Regions from separate parts of the Mus musculus genome. Here region 1 is linked to region 2. The links are chromatin contacts, called in public HiChIP or PLAC-seq maps. All regions are on one chromosome and are shown on one strand. The core of a region is the stretch at or near the end of the contact, and the rest is flanking DNA. Distances in the headings are between cores, read along the strand shown. Region 1 has its middle 3.7 kb from the start of Gm35450. Region 2 holds the start of Med4 (mediator complex subunit 4).

Region 1 (6,799 bases), core at 2,110-4,609, 39 kb after region 2:
ACTGCAGAGTAAACCAGGGGTTCTGTGTAAACCAGGCAAACACTTTACCCCAAGCTACATCTTTTTAATTTCCTTTTTAGCTTTGGGACTGTCTGGTTAAGTCACACAGTACTCTGCAGTTCCTGCCTCTGTCTCCCGAGTCTCTGGTATTACAGGCCAACAGCAGCACAGCCCTGACATCTGAACTGTGTGTGTGCTGTGCACGTACACACACTCATGTAAGTGAATGTAGATAAGAGAGTGTCATGACACACACACTGGAGGTCAGAAGACAACTTCCTGGGTCAGTGTGTCTTCACCTTTCACCTTGTTTGAAACAGGAACTCTCCAGCTTCGAGGGAGTCCTCTGTCTCCACCTCCCATTTTCCTGTGGGAACACCAGGATTTCAACTGCTCCTACTACCTGTCTGGACTTTAATATGAGTGCTGGGGATTTGAACTTGGGTCCCCAGACTTGCATAGTGAACATTTCTACACATTGAGCCATCTCCTAAGGCCCAGAAATTTTTTATTTTGTTTGTTATTGTTGTTTTAAATTCACTTATATTCCATTTCATTTATTCATTTTTAATTTTATGAGCATGGGTATTTTGCTTACATATGTTTGTGCACTGTATGTATTTGGGTTTCCTGGAATTGGTGTTGTAGATAGCTGTGTGACACGCTGTGGGTTCTTGGGCCCTCTAAAAGAAAAGCTGTTAGGAACACTAGCTAGTGTCATTCCAGCCCTCAGGAGGCTAAGGAGGAAGAACTTTAGGTTGGAGGCTAGCCTGGGCTACTTAGTGAGATCCTGTCTCAAAAAAATGCAACAACCTAATTTAAACAAAACAACAACAATAAAAAAACCACTAATAGCAATAATTTCAACAAGAGCTAACAAATTGTTGTCCTTCTAAGCTTGCTTTTCTGGATTTGCTCACAACTTTGCCAGATGATGTTAAAATTCATTACAAATGTCCAACATAGCTCTCCTCTGTGTTTTTTACCACAAGCTCCTGGGTCAGTGTGTGCTCTTCACGTCAAGAACGCCACAGACTTTTGAATTATTCTGTTAACATCTGTTGTGATTGTCTAGAGAAAGCCACTTTATTGCTGCATGAAATCCAACAGAGCATTAAAGAAACAACAGCAACAAACCTCTGGGTCACCACCTCCCAGCAGCTGGGCATGAAGTCCCAGGTTCCATAGAAGTCACTTTGCCTTGTCCCTATTCACCTCCTTGCAGACATCCACGCCCTCCTGCCGACCCAGAGACTTTTCATTTTTAAGTGACTTTAATTAGCAGGTCTTTTTCTTATTAACATCTTCAAAGTGCTCTGAGCTCCTCCCCAGATGAAAGGACCTGTGCAGGGACAAATTATTATTATGGTTACAAAATATGCACACTGAATGTAGAAAAAGTGAGAAGGGTTTCATTGCGTGGCCGGCAGTTCTTGGGTTGCTTTGATCTGCCAGCGTAGACGTCAATTATTCCATCCCCTTACTCTCCAAACGCAGGCATCAAAGCGCTCTTGGAGATACACCTTGTAAATCTAGCTGTTTATTCTGAAATGGTTCCCCTAAATTAACTCTGCTTCCCTTTCCTTTGTTGGAGCTGCTGATTCAGCAACTCCAGTCCCCCGCTGGGGATGAGGTCTCTACCACTGTGGACTTGGAAAGGTGCCATGCCGTAGAAATAAATTATCTCTGGTAACCTGGGAAATGTGTACACATATACATATACATAGTGTGTGCATGTGTACGTGTGTGTGTTTGTGTGTGTGTTTGTGTGTATTTGTATGTATTTGTGTGTTTGTGTGTGTTTGTGTGTGTTTGTGTTTGTGTGTGTTTGTATGTATTTGTGTGTATGTTTGTGTGTGTGTTTATGTTTGTGTGTTTGTATGTATTTGTGTGTGTGTGTTTGTGTTTGTGTGTGTTTGTATGTATTTGTGTGTGTGTGTTTGTGTGTGTGTTTGTATGTATTTGTGTGTGCTTGTGTGTGTGTGTGTGTGTGTGTGTGTGTGTGTGTGTGTGTGTGTGTGCAAGTGCCATTTCTATCACATGCATTCCTGTCATTGCACTTGGGCCTCCAGGCTTTGCTGCCAGCATCTGTATGTGCAGAACCATCTCAGCAGCTCCACATGATATTCTTCAGTCTCCTGCGAGATGATTGCTACTGAGGCTCAGAAAAGTCAGGCGACCAGGCCACAGTCACACAGCCTGAGTGCGAACCATGATGGGCTCTGTCTAGCACTAATCCCAACCTTTACTCTGATAATCTTGCTGCCAGTGGGCAGTGGCTATCCTCCTGTTCATAGACTTACAATGATAACCAACCCCTCTTGCTTTTAACACACATTAAAAAAAATAATCAAAACTAAATAGTAACCATGTGAGTTAAATACAATTAAGAGAGAGGGCTCAGAAGCCTTTTTACTTATGGAGGTGATGATGAGATAAACAAGGGTAACTTGTCATTAAGTTCAGGGTTCTCTGGGCCTGAGCCGATACCTTATCTTTAAAATATGGGGTTGAGCCTGAAGACCTCAAAGGTACCTTTTGGGTCTCATACCGGTTCTTTAGTTCCTGATCTTGCTTCAGAGACATCATTTATCCTTGGTAGCAAATTAGTTGTAGGTCCTAAATCTGCTCAAAGAGCTCTGCTAAATAGCAAAGAAAGAGCAATGACCCACATCACTGACACTGGCAAATGGTGAACTTTCGTTAATGATGGATATTGAGGAAATATTAGTTCAAGTCAAAGTATCACACAAAGTATTACATAACAACTATTACAGGATCATTGTGAATAGGGTTTTGGGAATATCTTTATATAAATATTGGATGTACAGTACAGTATTTTGATACACAGTTAATGAAAAGAGTCCCAAGCAAATGAACATAGCATTTCAGTTACCCGCTTATTGATAGGCAGAGTCTCTGAAGTCTACTTTTAGCAAAAATCCCCTGTATGGCCTGATAGTAAGTCCAACCCCTGCAGTGTCATTGAGTCATTTAGACCCAGGCTTGCTCATTCTCTTACCTTCCACTTTGTATCTTCCCTTACCAGCCCCTACTTGGTATAGTCTCTTAACCCTAGAGCTACTGACAGGTTGCATTGAAATTCAGGGCAACTTCTCTGGGTGAGGTTTGGTTTGGACATGTCTGGAATGTGAGCAGAGAAGTCCTTGAACACCAGGGCCTAGTGGGTGTTTCCAGCCCCGAAGAACACTTGATCTTTTCTTGGACAATAAGCACCTGTGCTATAAAGGAAGTCTGCTCATGCTCACAAGAGCGAGTTCCTGCCCAGAAGGTGTGTGGCCCCAGCTGTGGAGGCAGAGCATCTCTCGGCAGTGCTGTAAATACGAAGGCAGCTGGGAGACGCAGGCATTTTATTCTGGGCTGTACTGAGCACACGGTTTATTTTCTACTTCTGCTTCTAAGAGTGGACTCGTCTTTATTTGGAACTAGTTCGTTTTCAGGCTTGTATTTTTCCGCACAGAGATGTTTCATGGCTCAGCACACAATAGGTATCCAGTAAATATCAGCTGATTGAAGAAACCAAATTAAGTTTTAAATTAACGTTTTAGGTTTGCATACAAGGTAATGGGTTTCATCGTGGTGTCCTTGTCTGTATATGTCTTATACTCTAATTAGATGTTCATTTTATCTTAAAGGAACACCTTAAGAGCAAATGCTTTTCTTTGAATAATTCCATTTTCCTCAAGCCCTAAAAAACCTTCAAATAAACCATCACTGTTTAAAAGTTATCCAACCATATGGATCAAAGATTCAGAGGTAAAATATGAAATCTTTAGTATAATGATATCAAATACTAGTTCATTAGAAAATATAGAAGAATTTATTTACAGCCTTGAAGTAGGGAAAACCTTTTTTTCTACAAAATTTCTAGAAGAAATATAATATTTCATATATATATATATGTATCATATATATATATATATATATATATATATATATATATATATATATAGAGAGAGAGAGAGAGAGAGATACAGTACAGATACAGATAGATACAGATATAGATAAAGATAAAATACAGATATCCCTGAAGTGAGGCAGGGGCTGGACACTTTAGGGACAAATGATTACATTTCTAACAGAGAAAGCTGCTACCCCTTTTAAATATTGTTAATGAGTCTACCAAGTCTTTCCTTTTTTTTTTGTTTTATGTAAAATTCTTTGGAAAACTTGAAAGGAATAAGCCAAGGTCATTGAGTCTCCCTGACACATTCTTTCAGTCTGCCTAGAGCAAACTTTGCTCAGTATGATGTTAAATCCTCTACTGCAAAGCCTTTGAGTCTGCCATCTGTCCATTTTGAAATGTGCCATATGCCTTGAATTGAGCATGCTCAGAAACACCCTCCCACGCACGCCTTATGCTTTCCTTTGAGAATACGTACCCACTCCCCAGCTAGTCCCAAAGCTTTCATTAAGGAGGGCACTGCTTTGCAATCCCTCCCAGCGGTCTTCTTCCCAGCGGCAAGTAACACAACTTACCTTCTCTCATTTCCCGAGAGCCCATCAGGTTCAACTGCAAAAGAGACGAAAGGAGACTTGCAAGGCTTATTGAGATAACAAGACTAATCTACCAATATATGAAGTCTGCCTAGCAATCAATAAGAAAAGGACAGTTCGTACTCCGAAAAGAGCAAACAAAACAAACAAAGTTCACAGAAAAAGAGATAGATCCCCTGGGAACTTGGGAGTGGTGATGACCACCTTTGCCTGGCTGCTCTGCTTTATTCAAATCTGCACCATGAAAGTATACTGTGTCGTCAAGACCTTGGGAAGAGAAGACAGTATCATGGATGGGATACCCTCTTTTGGAATCCACTTAGAAACATCTATCAACACAGACAGCAGAAAGGAAGTGAGATTTAGCTTAAGACCCCGAAGCATAAGATTTGAGGCCCCATCTGTACAAATCATTTTCAAGGCTCTGGAAGACATCCCAACCGTTTTTCAATATGTATTTTTTTAATCTTGCAAAATAAATCATTTCAACCATATCTGGCTGACAACACTACCTGTTAAGATTTGGTCTGCTGACAAGTGGGGTTTTTGTTGTTGTTGTTCTTGTTTGTTTTTGTTTTTCTTTTTTTTTTTTCAATTTCTGATGTGTGTTTGTAATGCTAAATACTGTGCCTGAAGGTCTAGGCCTATGAGTGAATTCTCACGTTTACCAGCTTTTGGTGTGTAAAGCTTGTTCCTTCATTTAAAACTGTTGGTTACATAAAAATGTCTACAGCCAATTACTGGAGAGAGTAGAGGTAGGCGGATTTTGAGTTACCTGATTGTGGTTGAAGAAGGAAAGAGAAGAAAGGACATGGAGAGGGGAGGAAGTTGCCATGAGAGAAAAGCCATGAGCACATGGCCAGGAGAAACAGAGAGGAGCTGGGGTACACCACTGGGGAAGTAGCCAGTCCAGCAATTAGAAAAGCAGGTTGTGCGGGGCGTGGTGGTGCACGTCTTTAATCCCAGCACTCGAGAGGCAGAGGCAGGCAGATTTCTGAGTTCGAGGTCAGCCTGGTCTACAAAGTGAGTTCCAGGACAGCCAGGGCTATACAGAGAAACCCTGTCTCAACCCCCCCCCCCAAAAAAAAGAAAGAAAAGCATATTGGAGAGGGAGCAGGCTGGAGTGAGTAGGGCTGGAGAGAGAAGAAAAAGTGTCTGAAGACAGTTACAGTGTACTTACATATAATAAATAAATCAGAAAGAAAGAGAGAGAGGAGGGGGGAAGGAGGGGAGGGGAGGGTAAGAGAAGGGGAGGGGAGGGGGAGGGAGGGAAAGAGAGAGAACAGATTGGGGGCTACTCCCAAGTAATTGTCAAAGCCAAATAAAATAACCACAGTCTGACTCTCATTCATTTGTAAGCTAGATGGGGATTAACTTAAATGATTAACTACAACTATCTCCTTTCCACTTGCCTGTCCCTCCATCACCCTCTTCCTTGCAAAGTGTGCCCTCACAGGGCACTGGCATTTTGTACTTGGAGATAAACTAAGTTTGGGTTCATTTGGATATATTTATAAACTAAGTTTGGGTTCATTTGGATATATTTATGTTGTGTGCTGTTGACACCTGCACAGCCAGGTTATTGCTTAGTGTACCCGTGGGTGGAGGATTGGTACGGCAACCACCTGCCGTTCTGACCAGAAGGTACAGGGCCAGAGGTCACATTGAACGATGAACGTGCCCGGCAGTGTTTCAGCAGACTTTATACATAGCAGGAAAGAATGAAGGCTTGAAGCACAGAGGCAGAAAGCAGCTTTTGGAAAGCCATTAAAATATTGCCATGCAAAATTACAAGCAGAATGTTTAATTTTTACAACTATCTCATCAAAATAGATCTTTTAGCCTGTCAAGAGGAGTGCACTAGTTCCAAATACCCCTTATACTTACCATTTTAATGAGAATTATATAAAATACAATTCACCAGAATTTGGAAGTTGTAGGACACAGACTTGAAAGTAACTTTATTTCAGTTTTTAAAGGAGAGAAGATTTCCTTTGACTGGAGTTTTAAAGAGATATAGTCTGTCATGGCAGGGAGGCGTGGTGATGGGAGCGTAAGTTGGATTGGTCACACTGGCAAACAAATGCTAGTACTCATGAGTCTGTCTCCTAGCACCGCCCACATTCGGTGCATCTTCCCTCCACAGTTAAAGCTCTCCAGAACCAACATCATGTACACACACAGACATGTATCTCCCAGATAATTCTAAACTAGGTGATATTAACAGTGAAGAACCATTATAAGTTTGCCCCTTGGAAATTTGACACTCCAGCACATTACA
Region 2 (6,734 bases), core at 167-2,666:
AGAAGCATCCCTACTCTCACACAAAATAAATATGAACTTTCAAACATTAACTTATCTCTCTTATTTTTTTTTCAAGAAAGGGTTTATCTGTGCTGGCTGCCCTAGAACTCCCTCTGTAGACCTGGAAGTCAGAGATCCACCTGCCACTCCCCCACAAGTGGTGGGATTGAAGGTGCGAGCCACCACTGCCCGGCATTAATAACTTTTTAATAAAAAACAAACAAACAACAACAAAAAGTTTACCTGGTTTTCCTCTTCCAGCTGTAATAGCTTCTGATTTCTTGAAATTGCAAGCATTTCTATGAGTTCCCTAAAAGAAAAACACCCATCACGGTATGGTGATACTTGCCTGTAAACTCAGTGTTTGGGAGGACTCAGACCAGCCTCAGATATCTAGTGAAACCTTTTCATAACACAGTAGAAACACAAAAGAAACTGTTTAAATTGCTCCCTGCCCCAACCGATTGTTGGGTTTATGGTCCTCCTAACATGCTGGACTCTCATGGTGACTACAAACACTTCAGCATTCGCTGGCTAACTGCACGTGATAAAGACTCAGCTGTGATTTACAAGAAAACCTCCTGACTCAACTATGTAGGTCTGTAGGCCAATAGTGCTGCCATTTGTGTAAATTATGTTTTCTTGTAAGACGGTGGCCATGGCTGCCTTCCCTTGATAAGACTTCAACTGATAGATTTAAGACTATCACGACGATGTGGAGTGTGACATCCAATTTACTCTATCTCGGCCACACACCAGCCAACCCCACTGTGCCCTGCCTGATGTTTCCAGGCTTTTTCAGATGATGGGCTATCTATCAGACGCCTAACAAATCTGATTTGACTAGCAGCCCATTTCTTGGGGACGTGTGCCCTGCTACCACCAGAATAGGAATCCCATCGGTGGACTGCAGGAGGCTGCGGCTCAACCCTTAGAAATCTGGTCCATAGCGTTTTAACACATTTGTCTCTCCTGTCACCCTGGGCTCCTTCGTGTTGGCATCTAGCCTCCCCTTGACTACTGGGGGGAAGCGTGCTTTTAAATGTCTGTTGCGTGTCAATGACTGAGGGGGCTCGGATCTGCCCCTCTTACCGGCTACTAAAGTTTTGACTGCCTTGGTTTCCAGGTCATGTGACTGAGATGTCCCCTTGGCGGGGAAATGCGGCCCAAAGCCCCCGAAGGCCCTAGACCCCACGTCCAACGGAGCCTCCCAAGCCCGCCTACCCAAGTCAGCGCCCACAGCCGAGCCGGCCGGAGCAGGCTCCCGGGCCGCGGTTACCTCGACAAGACCTCCAGATCTTCCAGCGCAGACAGAAGCCGCTCTCGCGTACTGCCAAGGCCGGCCATTCCCGAAACGCCTCCCATCCGCTCCTTTTCCTTCTCACCACTTGAAGAAGCCGCCATCGCCCCGCTGACCACCAGCCGTCGCATGCGCAGTGTGAGCTAGCCACAGGAGGGGCGGAACCGGAAGAAGGAAAGAAGAGTAATAGAGGTCGGGACGGAGAGGTCCGGCTAGAGCGCCGCCTATGTGCCTGGAGGTGCACTACAGTTCTAGCGCCATCTACAGGGCAAAGGAGGGCTTGTGACTCGTTCCAATCTGACATGCTCCAACCGGACCCAGGATGAGAGATGCAGTTCCCAGTCTCCTGGGTTTTATTTCCTCAGCATCAGTGGAAGGCTTCTAACAAAAGATTTTTTTTTTAAACTGGGGAAATTACATAATTATTAACTTCTATTTTGTCTGTATTCCGATAAAATCCCAGCCATCAAGTTTGGTCTCTCGTGAAGTTGTAGTAAACTTAGAGCAGGAAGTAAAATCTTTTCTTCCCTCCCCATTCCGTTGTTTGGTAGCAAAATACATATAATTGGCCTATAGACCAGGCTGGTCTCGAACTCAAGAGATCTGCCTGCATCTCGAGTCCTGGGGTTAAAGGGGTGTACCACCATGCCCCGCTACTAAAATTCAGTATCTTAACCATTGTATGTGTAGGGTTCACTGCCACTAAATTGCTGTTAAGCAAGGCAGTTGTGAGGCATGCCTTTAATCCCAACACTCAAGGAAGCAGAGGCAGGCAGATCTCCTGAGTTAGAGACTAGCCTGGTCACAGAGTGACTTCCAGGACAGCCAGGGTTACACAGAGAAACCTCGTCTCAAAACAAAACAAACAAACAAAAAATTGCGGCTAAATAACATCCCCAAAACTCTTCAACTTGTAAAATGTAAAAAAGGTGTGCTCATGAAGGTCTGACTTCCCGTTCCTGAAAACCACACTGTACTTTCTGTTTGTCTGGCTATTCTATGCATTTTGAATGAGTAGAATCACATGTTCTAGTTTGGGGCTTGGGGGTTTGCTTGTTATTATTTTTTGGTTTTGGGGGATTTGGGCTTTGTTTGGTTGGCTTGCTTTCTTTCTTTCTTTCTTTCTTTCTTTCTTTCTTTCTTTCCTTCTTTTCAGACCGAATCTTGTTGTGTAAACTAGTCCTAAACTAAGAAGGAACTCACTTTCTCATTACAGCCTACTGAATGCTGAGCCCCTATAGCAGGCTGATTCATTTAGCATAATGCTATCATGGTTCATGTACATTGGAATAGGTGCCAGAATACCCCTCCCTTGAAGTCTGAATAATACTTCCTGTATGTGCTAACCGTACCCCCTATCAGATGGCATTTAGCTGGGTTACCTTCTTGGTTTTCGGAACTCATCTTTAGGCCTGTATATCTTCCAACAAACTGCTCTGCTCTTTATTCAAGGTGACTGTTGAAATGAATGAATCAATAGTGTAAACTGTCATTCAAGAAAATAGTGTAGGGCTAGAGAGATGGCTCAGAGGTTAAGAGCACTAACTGCTCTTCCAAAGGTCCTGAGTTCAAATCCCAGCAACCACATGGTGGTTCACAACCATCCATAATGAGATCTGATGCCCTCTTCTGGTGTGTCTGAAAACAGCTACAGTGTACTCACATATAATAAATAAACAAATCTCTAAAAAAAAAAGAAAGAAAGAAAGAAAGAAAGAAAAGAAAAGAAAAAAAGAAGAGAAAAGAAAAGAAGAGAAGAGAAAAGAAAAGAAAAGAAAAGAAAAGAAAAGAAAAGAAAAGAAAAGAAAAGAAAAGAAAAGAAAAGAAAAGAAAAAGAAAATAGTGTAAATCATCTGCAAAGCACCTAATTCCAAGGCAGGCCTGGGTGTCAACACTGAAGCTGCACCTCCTCCCACTCCTGCAGAGATCAACACAGCAGGGAACTTTCCCTACCTAGGCTCCAGTTATTGGCAGTGGGGACTCCATGCTGAGTCATGTTGCTGTTATCAAAAATAAGGTGCCATTCACAGGCAGTGGTCATGACTGTGTGCTGTCTTCATTTCAGGTCTAGTCCTGCCCACTGTCCTGTGGAGTCCGACTCAAGAACTCCAGAGCTGGCAATCCCCGGGGAGACTCATGTTTATAAATCCACTCATAAGCAAAGCTGTGTAATTCGGAATGTCAATGAAAAAAGAATGGTGCGGAGCGCATTTCCCCATAAAGAAACCTACAGGAAAGCCCGTGACCGCAATAGTTGTTTGGTGAACTTGAATTAGAACAAATGAGGGGAGGTTCCACACTTGGTGCAGCCTCGAGACTGTGTGTCTCCAGAGTGTGGGGAGATCTGTGTTAGAGATCAGAACATTTGTGCTCACGAGACAGGGTGCCTCCTTCCTTATACAGTGCAAGGGACGCACGGATTGCTTTTGTTTTCTGCCCTTCCCCTATCTCTTTGGTCCCTTCCTGTGAGCACATCAATCAACAGACATCATAATGAATTTTATTTATAAACGGGGGGGGGGGGGGGGGGAGCGCCTAACAAAAACATACAAAAGTTTAACCCCATTGCCTCCAGAGCCTCACGTTCTACCACGTGCAGCTCCATGGAGGGAATTACTTTCACCGTTTGCTCCCCAATTTTAAGATGCCATACATATACCCTGTGGTTTTACTGGATTCCTTTATGAACGTATTTCTTTCCTACGATGATGAATCAAGATTCCACGGCTCACCAACGCCCCGCCCCCTTTCCTCTGTCACCGTAGGATGACGTATTCTATGATATCCAGGATGCGCACACGCTCCACTGTTATTTGCATGTTTCTATGTGGTTATCACTCGCATCAGAGATCCAACACAAAGCTCTGCAGAGATTTCTACAGAGAAGACTTTCAAAAGACAGATATGTAGTTCTGCTCGATGAAAACTTTTCTTCGTTATACATTTATGATTTTTTAAAATTTTTTTTTTGAGACAAGATCTCAACTACATAACTTTGGCTGCCCTAGAATTTTCTTTGTAGACCAGGCTGACCTAGCCCTCTGCCTCTGCCTGCCATGATATTAAAAATGTGCCCCACCGTGCTCAGCTGTATTAGTCTTACCGTGGATAAAAAGGTGTGAAAGTTTGAAGACAGGTCCTTCAAGGGGGTGATTAAGTTAATTGGGGGTTATTAGGGTGGGGGCCCTGTCTAATCTGACTGGGACCCAGGGAGAGTCGGAGATGTGCCAGAGATATGAGAAAAGGCCTTGGGAGGACACAGTGAGGTAGCTTTCCTCAGAGGGAAACCAGGTCTGCCTGCTCCAGGCTCCTTGGACTGAGCCACTGATCTCCAAAAAAGTGGAACTGTGGGAGCAGCCCCAGAGGCTCACGCGGAGGGCTTGCATGTCAGTCAGCATCTACAGAGCTCAAGGAGCTGCACTGCCTCACACTGGTAAGGCTCACTGAAGCCAGGGCCTTCTCAAGATCAGGCAAGCACTCACCACTGAGCTACATTCCCAGGCCTTCTCCTCATCTTGATATGTGTTGCTGTCTTGTCAAGACTTCAAGCTGGGCTATGTACAGCTTTGCCCGCTACAAAACCCTGAATCTCCAATGACCCCAACTGAGACTGCATAATCAGTCTATGTCCCTGCTCTAAATCCTCCCCACATCCTGGCGTCAGTTCACATCCCTGCCTGTCTCCAAGCAGCTGGCCGCATCTCCTTGGCCCTCCCCTCGAAACTTAGGATCTTGCTTCACTCTGTGCGCTAAGAAAGGAGGCAAAATCAGAAGAAAGAGCTTCCATAGTCTGCCTCCGTTGTATGCAACCATCCTCCTCCCCACTCACATCGCACCACACACAAGCAACGGGCAATAGTGCAGAGGAGTGAAGCTTTTAGGAGGAGAGACAGAGCCCTAGTGAATGAATTATCTTGGTTAGTTACAGGGAAGTGCCCCCTTCCCTCGGGCAGGCACGCCCTTCTGCTCTGTTGTCCTGGGATAAGGCAGCAGGAAGGCCCTCACCACACACAACCCTGAGGTCCCAGACTTTTCAGCCTCAAGAACCAGAAGATAAAGAACAACTTTCAGGAGTTGGTTCTCTCCTTCCACTGGGTTCTGGGGACTGAACTCAGGTCTTCGAGCTTGGCAACAAACACCTTTCTCATCCAGCCAAATTTCTGTTCTACATACATTGTCCGGTGCGGGATGTTCTGTTATAGGAGCACAGGGTGGCCCAAGACACTCTTCCAGCTCCCCAGGCTAGCCCCTAGCATATCTGTACACCAGTGTTGTACTCAGAAATTCTGCTTCCCCCACTCCCACTCCACTGTGTGGGACTACTGCACAATGAAGTAGTGAGCAAAGTGGGCACTAATAAATATCAGATTTACCATTGATAGGAATGCAGAAATCACCAGAGAATGATACAAAGGGGAATTAAAGACACTAAAAGCAATACAAACTATTACAGCTTGCCTGTAAGGAAGAAAGTAATAAAAAGCTAGTTTTCAGTATTTTACCTTCCCATATTTCTCACCATACTTTAAAACCGATCCCGGAATGTGAAACATCGTCAACTAATGATAGACTAGTTCAATTTCCACGCTGGGCACTGCTGTGGAAACTGGCAGACATTATTCTATCACCTGCTTCTGCTCTGGAAAACTCTTTTCCCTGGCCATTTCCCAAATTAAGTTTCCAGGCTCCTGTTGAAGATCAAGGGTGAGGTGGAGGAGCAGAAGTAGGCATGCCTCTCCCAGGAGCTCAGTATCAAGGGAAGGAATCCAGGCCTACAACATTCATTAGCTCCGTTCTCCAAGAAGCAAAAAGCTCTGACACTCTACCTGGATGCATGGGCCTCAGAGCCTCTAATCTTGGGGAGAAATATATCTACTAACATCAAGCTTCAGTTTGTGCTTACCCAGGGATGAACCCCTGTAGTAGGAATGGCCCCCTCTATGCAAACACCAGGCTGCACAGGTAAAGCCAATAAAGGAAGATACCTGCATCCTCTTCTGGCCTCTGAGTGAATGCTCACAAATGCACACACACACACACACACACACACACACACACACAGAGAGAGAGAGAGAGAGAGAGAGAGAGAGAGAGAGAGAGAGAGAGAGAGAGAGAGAAGGGGAATGGGGGAGACAGACAGACACAGACACACAGAGAAAATACTTAGGGAGGGTAAAGACAGAAAGCATTAAGGTAGAAGTGCCCTGGGTTTAGTGTTAGAGAATGGAACAGAGAGGACCAGAGAAAGAGATAACTCAGCCAAAGAGACAGAGCACTCCACCATCATCCTTTCTTGTTTGTCTTTAAGAAAACATCTTACTGTACAGCCTCGCTGTCCTGGTACTCACCACTGTGTAAATCCAGCTGGCACCAGGCCTGTGGCAAATCTCTAACTTCAAATGTGGGAGTCATCAACTTCTTCATTTAAATGTGT

Evidence for each region. HiChIP or PLAC-seq counts read pairs in DNA pulled down with a chosen protein or histone mark.
Region 1: a contact with region 2 is called in an H3K4me3 HiChIP or PLAC-seq map of the SCID.adh cell line, with 10 read pairs. The contact joins the enhancer-like site here to the promoter of Med4 in region 2. A contact is called at or near these places in 13 of 484 Hi-C or Micro-C datasets (the G1E-ER4 cell line, the N1E-115 cell line, Sertoli cells and 10 more), 9 of 115 datasets of contacts at active chromatin or transcription factors (the 230-238 cell line, the SCID.adh cell line, effector CD8 T cells and 5 more) and 2 of 9 other capture datasets (adipose tissue and liver).

What each region holds. Positions count from the first base shown.
Region 1 is chr14:73,467,256-73,474,054 of GRCm38.p6, reverse strand. No RefSeq gene overlaps it. Among named protein-coding and RNA genes, the nearest start is that of Gm35450, 3.7 kb to the left of the region's middle. Within about 2 kb of position 3,359, at least 26 of the 459 cell types and tissues checked have an H3K27ac peak or open chromatin away from gene starts, as enhancers often do. A contact at or near this core is called in the SCID.adh cell line, where this site is marked.
Region 2 is chr14:73,504,731-73,511,464 of GRCm38.p6, reverse strand. Med4 (mediator complex subunit 4) reads right to left here and starts at 1,416. Exons shown (of 7, transcript NM_026119.3): 1 at 1,280-1,416; 2 at 244-310. The coding sequence starts at 1,404.